2 separate regions of the Mus musculus genome follow, and region 1 is linked to region 2. A link is a contact called in public Hi-C data. All regions are on one chromosome and are shown on one strand. Each heading gives the region's core, a stretch centred on a gene start, on an enhancer-like site or on the middle of the called end of the contact. The rest is flanking DNA. Distances are from core to core; before and after follow the strand shown.

The links. A called contact is a pair of places that touch in the nucleus more often than the background predicts.
Region 1: a contact with region 2 is called in a Hi-C map of B cells, with 5 read pairs. The contact joins the promoter of Idi1 here to the promoter of Gdi2 in region 2. A contact is called at or near these places in 1 of 39 promoter capture datasets (pre-B cells) and 1 of 484 Hi-C or Micro-C datasets (B cells).

What each region holds. Positions count from the first base shown.
Region 1 is chr13:8,883,630-8,887,575 of GRCm38.p6, reverse strand. It overlaps Idi1 (isopentenyl-diphosphate delta isomerase), which reads right to left and starts at 1,970. Exons shown (of 5, transcript NM_145360.2): 1 at 1,580-1,970; 2 at 672-844; 3 at 1-91. The coding sequence starts at 1,716.
Region 2 is chr13:3,535,770-3,539,333 of GRCm38.p6, reverse strand. It overlaps Gdi2 (guanosine diphosphate (GDP) dissociation inhibitor 2), which reads right to left and starts at 1,259. Exons shown (of 11, transcript NM_008112.4): 1 at 991-1,259. The coding sequence starts at 1,035.

The DNA.
Region 1 (3,946 bases), core at 721-3,220, 5.3 Mb before region 2:
GGAAAGGTAATTTTAGCATCTGATCTCTGCTGTAACAGGAGCTTATTTTCAGTATTAAACAAGAAGACACTAAAAGCTCGATGTAATAATCCTAAAAGCAAAACAAATATGATTGGTCAGATTTTGCCAGCTATTTGTCTGGTTTTCCCTCCTGAAGTTGAGAATATGATTATTCTCAATCATATTTTGACAGTTCTGCTGCTTCCCAGTCTTCTAACATGAAGTTCTCTGTGGCTGAACCCAGACCATTTGGTATCCTGCTGTGTGTGTGTGTGTGTGTGTGTGTGTAGGATCATATTTTCCTTCAATACCTACTCCTCTCTCTAATCTTCTGAAAGACAGACTTGAGAACTATGATAATATCTATTCCTTCTTTATGATCCCCAAATAACTCTGAAGCCACTTAGTGGAGGGAAATATTACAGGAGAGGTAGAAAGGTAGATTTTACTTGTACACACCATTTAACTGGAATGAAAGGTAAGACAGCATTAAGAAATGAATCTCTCAGTACTTGGGGGGCAGATGTCTGTGACAACCAGCCAGTCAGAGCTATACACAGTGAGACCCTCTTCAAACCCCAGAAGAGAAAGCATTCCTTTCATCTCAGGATTTTTCTTAGCTAAATGTCCAGACAAGTCACTTTATAACAAAGAATACTTTAAGACAGTACCTTTGTCGATGTTTTCATTAAGGTGACAGTTTTTCTTGGTGTCAGCCCCAATTTTATTGTCATTTTCATCAATAAGAATACACATCTCCGCTAGAAGCTGAACCTGTTTTTCATCAAGATGGCTGGTATTTATTTCAGGCATTGTGACAGAATGTCTGATCTGACCTAGAACACTAACACAGAGAAAAGTCATTGTATTAGTTTGACATTCTAACACAAACACTGTTAGAAGTGAAAGTGGACTTCAATTACAACATTCATAAACTAATTTAAAATCCTCTCTAGGGCAGTTTTCAAATGTGAGCAATTTGTAAACTTTCTGAAATAACATCTTGAACTCCTAATGCCAGGATATAAAGAATGAACTTCAGAATCACAGGATAAAGTGATATTTTCTCACCCACTTAAAGATGTTTAAAGTACAAATGCACATCACCGAACTCAAGAAAAAGATCTAGACACATAACGAAGACGCGTTTCCATCTCTTTATAAACCCACGTGGACGTTTACCAACCACAACACCTGCAAAGCACTCTTAAACTAGAAGAAAGCTTAGGGGTAGACCTATTTATTCATTTTTGGAAGAAGACAAGTGAAGTACTCCATACTGGAGGGAAGAACAGATTTTTCTCAGGTCCCTTTTTATAACTCAACTCCCCAAGGGCTATGAACCATTACATTTCACGACTGCTGAATCGCTCGTCAGGGAGTTTCCATGGACAACCCTGAGAACCCGATGGGACTCAGTCGGCCACCCAACGCTTTCCAGGACCAGGCACCCAGCCCCGAACGTCAGAGGCCACCATGGCGAGTCAAGCTGGGAAACCGCATCACCTCAGCCTCATACAGCCACCCACCCTTCTTGGTCCCCTCTCGCCATCCTTCCCCAAATAGAAGGGAGGCTTACCAGAGATTCCGGCTGCAGGTGCTGAGAAGCTGTGCGGAGAGCTGTACTTCAATCCTCTCCGCAGCATGCTCCGCCTCCAGGCCCCGCCCTCTAACAGCATATCCAATCGCTCGCGCCAGTGTCCGTCCGCGCCACATGCCTCCAGCCAATTGCCAATCTAGCACAAGCCTGACGTCACGGCCGCGCCAGGTTAGCGCGCGGTGGCACCACTTGCCCTGCGTGTGGCTCTGAAAGAAGCGCTGGAGGTCTCCAGGAGTGATTGCGGCCCTGGGACCCGAGCGAGGGTGTTGGCGACTCCCAGTGGACAGCTGAGACGGCCCGCACGTCTAGCTGCTCCGCGGTGGGGAAGCTTCCTTTCTGGGGAGGCTTCTTGAGGAGGGTTCGACCTGTCGGTCGCCAGCCAATGGCACCTTGGACCATGCCCGGGCTCGCCAATCAGCTGGAGGCAAGGCTAGGGCGGGTCCCTGACTCTCCTTGAGTGTCTGTGCGTGATGATGTCAGATGCCTTGAGAAGCGCGCTCTGACAACTACAGTTTTCTCACTGGAATTCCTGTGGGTTGGTCTTGATGGAAATTAAGAAAATTCAAGAGATCATTGCTAATGGGTTAGTTTGGAAGCTTTACTCCTGCCTTCTCAACATGTTATTCCGGTCTGTTTCCAGTTAGAAGGTGCTGTAGATTTGCAGCAGCAATAATTCCCAAGGCGTTTTGCAATGTGGAGTAATTGTCCAGCAAAGTTAAATGAAGTAGAGGCCGATTGGGGAACCAGCGTTTGGACTGAATTAATTTGACAGTTGTTAAACCATCGTGTGACAGTCCATTCTTAATAAATTCAGCGACTCAAGTTACTATAAGATAGGAATTTTTCACTACAGATTATATGTGAAGCTTTTGTAAATTTGGTAGCACACGTCTTAAACCACAGCACTCAGGAGACAGAGGCAGGCGGATCTTTGAGTTTGAGGCCAACCTGGTCTACAAAATGAGTTCCATGGCAGCTGGGGCTACACAGAGAAACCCTGTCTGGAAAAACGAATTAATTATTACATATACAATTGGGGAAAAGTTTATGTCTCGAACAACCAAGTAAATAAAAGAACAAATAGGGGCTGGAGAGATAGCTCAGCAGTTGAGAGCACTGGCTGCTCTTCCAGAAGTCCTAATTTCAATTCCCAGAAACCACATAGTGGCTCACAACCATCTGTAATAGAATCTGATACCCTCTTCTTGTGTGTCTGAAGACAGTTACAGTGTACTCATACAGAAAATAAATATATCTTTAAAAAATAAATGAATAAATATAATAACAGTTATTATTAGTTACAGTAGTAATTATCATTATGATTTGGTGTAATTGTGAAAAAGTTAATTTAAGCTATTACCCCAGTCACGTTTATTATTTTTGTAGTATATATGTGTAGTGTATGCATTATGTGCAAGTGTGTGTTCAGGTACATAATGCCTTCCTCTGTTGCTTTTATTAACATTTTACTTTTACAATATTAACATTAATATTAATGTCAACACAATGCTCAGAGGCTAGTGGAGCTTAAAGGACAACTAAGAGAGTTCTCCCAGCAAGCTCAGGTCTTGAGGGTTGGGAGCAGGCGTCTTTACCCACTGAGCTACCTCACCAGCCCCTCCATCCCATCTTTTCATAGAGGGCATCTCACTGAATTAGAAGCTCATTGATTTAGCTAGATTTTTTTTTTAAAGATTTATTTATTTATTATATGTAAGTACACTGTAGCTGTCTTCAGACACTCCAGAAGAGGGAGTCAGATCTTGTTACAGATGGTTGTGAGCCACCATGTGGTTGCTGGGATTTGAACTTCCGACCTTTGGAAGAGCAGTCGGGTGCTCTTACCCACTGAGCCATCTCACCAGCCCCTGATTTAGCTAGATTCTATGGCCAGCAAATCCTCATGTCTCTGCTCCCCAGTTTGCAGATACACACTGACATGTCTGGCCTTTTCCACGGTGCTGAGGATCTGAGCTCAGTCTTCACACTTTCACCCTTTACCCAAACCCTCTTCCCGGCCCAGTGTCTGTGCAGCTCAGGTGCATATTTCCTACGTATGATTTTGTAATATTCTTGGTCATTTGGAAAATATTGAATTACTGTATTAAGCAAGTCTTCCAAGTGTTGACAGATTTCATTATTCATTATCAATCATATTAATATCACCAATAATCTTGAGACTCATTAGGCACCTTTCCCTGGGGGCAGTCTAAGGAGTGAAGCATTGTTGAAACACTGCTAAATACTATTAAGTCATCGATAATGGTAATAATAATCCTTTATTCCAAATATTCCTTTAAATGTTATTTTTCCTTTATATGAGCTGAAATGGGAAGTGGGGGTTGA
Region 2 (3,564 bases), core at 10-2,509:
CTTTTGTCACAGTGGGGGGCCGGGGGGAAAGCACAAAGTATAAAAACCTGTCTATATTTTTCCCATATTTAAGCAGATAGATACTGACGAAAACGTACTGGAGCATTAGGGACCGCCTTACATTTACATACCAGTACATTCACACTGCGCATTTATTTTCTAACCTCCCAGAAGTGTAACAAGTACAGAGAACTTAGCCTCCCCCTTCTCAAGAAACTGTGGCGGCACGCAATAAACCAAACAAAAGGGAAGCACGGGCCGGACGTGAAAAGTATTTAACAGACAAGTTTTGAGAAAATTCATTTCCCATTTCAAGCGAGTGGATGAGAGGGCAGTGAAGCAATTAGAAAAAGGGTGTTTGTTTTTTTCCTAAAGAAACTCGTTTCATGATTTTCTCTAGAAACTTAAGTTGGCCAAACTCTAGGACAAATTATCGATCAGCGATCATCCTTCTGTTTGGCTTTCTGCGCCCTGAGACTAGCTGAGTAAGCTGCTGCTGCTGCTGCTGCTGCTGCTACTCGCCACTTACATAGGAAGTGCAGGCGCCAGCAGCGACTCCCTCCCGCTCGGTCCAGGGCTTGCCTGCTTCCAAGCGGGAGAGGTCATTCACCCAAAGGGGAAGTGCAAGGAGCACAAGCTGTTTTCCCGGTCCTCTTCCTTCCTGCAGGAGGACGAGGCTGTCTCTCTCCGGCTGCTGGGCGGTTCTGCCCTCAACTTCCCAATGGGCAGGCTTCCCACGGACACGTCCCGGCTTCCACATCCTGGTTTTCCCTAACACACTACCGACGCCTTCAAATCACTGCATCCCAACAAGCCACGACCTCCCTATCCCAGACTCAACGCGGGCGAGTGGGGACGGCCCCCAAGGGGGCGCAGACACCGGCAGTTCGGGCGCGGGCGAGGCTCGTGCACACCGATGGGACCCGCCCTCGCCCCCGGGCCCGGCGGAGGCCGGCCGGCCGCGTCTCCCCGCAGCCCGCCGCAGCTCACCGTCAGGCCGGTGCCCAGCACGATCACGTCGTATTCCTCATTCATGGCGGGGAAAGGAGCGCACGCGGGGGCTCGGAGGCCGCCGTAGAGAAGGGAGCGAGAAGTCCGGCCGCTCTGGGCCCCGGGGGTCGGGGGGAAAGGGAAAAAGCGAGGAGAGGAAAAACGGAGCTGAGGAGGAGGAGAGGCCGGCCGCCACCTCAACGGGAAGAGAAGAGCAGGGAGGGGAGGGAGGGGAGGCGGGGAGAGCGCGGGGTGAGGAGAGCGAGCTCCGGCGCCGGGGCGGGGCGTGCGAGAGGCCGACGGCGCCGTCAGTCAAGGGGATCCTGCTCTCTCATTGGTGAATTTCCTTAACCCCACCTCTCCCCCCCTCGTTCCCCTCTCGCGAGAGAAGGGCGGACTGCTGCCATCTTGGCTTCCGGTTTTGCGCTTTTTTTTTTTTTTTTTTTTTAAATTTCACCCGTCTTGTGCTCCTGTGGTATGGGCGGCGACATGCGAAGCTGAGGGTCTAGTTGAATAGGAGGAACAAGGCGGAAACTGCAGCTGGGCTACCACGTGCCTGACTCTCGCGCCAAGGTGTGAGATGGAGCACGGTTGTTTAGGCTTCGGGCCACGGAGCCCAAGCTCCGCCCTTGGGACTTTGAGAGGTGTACGTGCATCGCCCTGGCCGAGCGGGGCCAAGTCGTGAGGACGCCAGCCTCTCCGAAGGTTGGCAGCCTCGTTGCCTCTGCAGCTTGGCTCCTGGCCCTGCCCCTGCCCCTGCCCGCGCGGGGCTGGGAAGACCTCAGGATTCTGTGTGCCCTGCTTTAAACTTGTATGGTTCTGTTCGAACAAATAAATGTGTTCTAAACTGGTATCCATGCTTTAGGTAAAATGTGGTCCAGAATGGCTTTCCTATATAATGCTCCGCATTCTAGCTTGTGATGCAAAGCAGGTTATAAATTTAAGAGTTGATAACCCTGGTACCCAAGCAACTGGGCTTCAACTAGTCTCTCAGGCTGAAGGCTGCCAAAATGTGCTTATAAAGGCAAATGCTGAATTGCACTATATTTTGTATGTTTGCTGTGTTTCAGCCTCTACATGCAATTACCACACTAGAGGTGGGGCTTCTGAACCATCTTTGGTGTGCTGCCTGGTTCTGGATCCTGATCCTTGTTAAAACTTTGTTGAATCTAATTAATTTCAGAGTTGTTTTGTTTTGTTTGGACAACAGAATTGTCAGGGTGCAAAGTAGACCTTCCAGTAACCCTCAGGACCATTAAAGCAACATTTGCAGGCCCCTTGGACATCAAGCTCCACTGGCTTTGAACTAGCTGTGCTGTGCCTCGGCCCTTAGCACACACCTTTAATCTTGCTGGAATACAGGCACACCCTAAGTGCACACCTTTGATTCCAAAGGTAAAACTAGTTTATTAGAAGGAAGCACCCATGTTTAACAGTGATGTCTAATTGAGTGGCTTGACTGAATCAGAGAAAGGTTTGCCAGGTTATACCCAGCTCTCAAAAGAGAGAGGGAAGGGAAGCTATTTAAGAGGCAGTACAGAAGAGGAGGAGGAAGCAGTTTTACTGTGACAGTTATAAAGGGACAGGTTGCAGAGAGGACAAATTAGACACAAGTAAAGACAGAATGAGTCAAAGAAGAGGCGAAAAACCAAAACAGATTGCTATAGTTAAAGGTCAAGCAGAGCAATTCGGAAGAAGCAGAGAGGAGCCAGATTGAATCAGTCAGCTTGGAGAGGAGTTTGAACCAGAACAGCTGAGTTGAACCATCCAGCCAGAGTTCAGAAAGAACTAGAAAGGGTGAGTTTATTCAGCAGTAAGTCTCAGAGGCTGAAAACATTCTAGGGCTACATTAGATTGTATGGAGGCTGGAAGCTTCTGCGACTAGGCCTACATTGGCAGAAAGGAGCAGTAAGTCTCCCAGATGACAGTTACACAGGAGAATAAAAGTTGCATTAAGAAGCTGGGTGTGGTGGCGCACGCCTTTAATCCCAACACTTGGGAGGCAGAAGCAGGCAGATTTCTGAGTTTGAGGCCAGCCTGGTCTACAGAGTGAGTTCCAGGACAGCCAAGGCTACACAGAGAAACCCTGTCTTGAAAAAACAAACAAACAAAAAACAAGTTACATTAACATACTATATACATACCATATGTAATCTCAGCCAGCTTTTTTTGTCTTTCCTTTACCCCCAACTTTTACTAAATCGGATTAGTTAAGTGGTCCCATTTGCTAGCTGGGTTAAAATCATAACAATTTTAAGAGTCAAACTGGAAAGTACAGTTAAGAGGAATGAATCCATGTAAGAGCCTTGACAGATACTTTTTCTTGATTTTTTTTTTAATTTGGGAAGCAATAATTATTTTTACAAAAGTTCTTTCCAATTCAAGAAGCCCAGGTCTTTCCTTCCTTGGACACCAGCTAAAGTTCATTTGCTAAAATCATAAACCCAAACTATGTATAATTTGTTGAGGACATAGGTTAAACAAATGCCTTGGAAAAGCAGTGGCCACAATGGAAAAGAGGATTTTTATAAAGGCATACTTGGAATAAAAAAAAAAGAAATAAAGTCATCAACC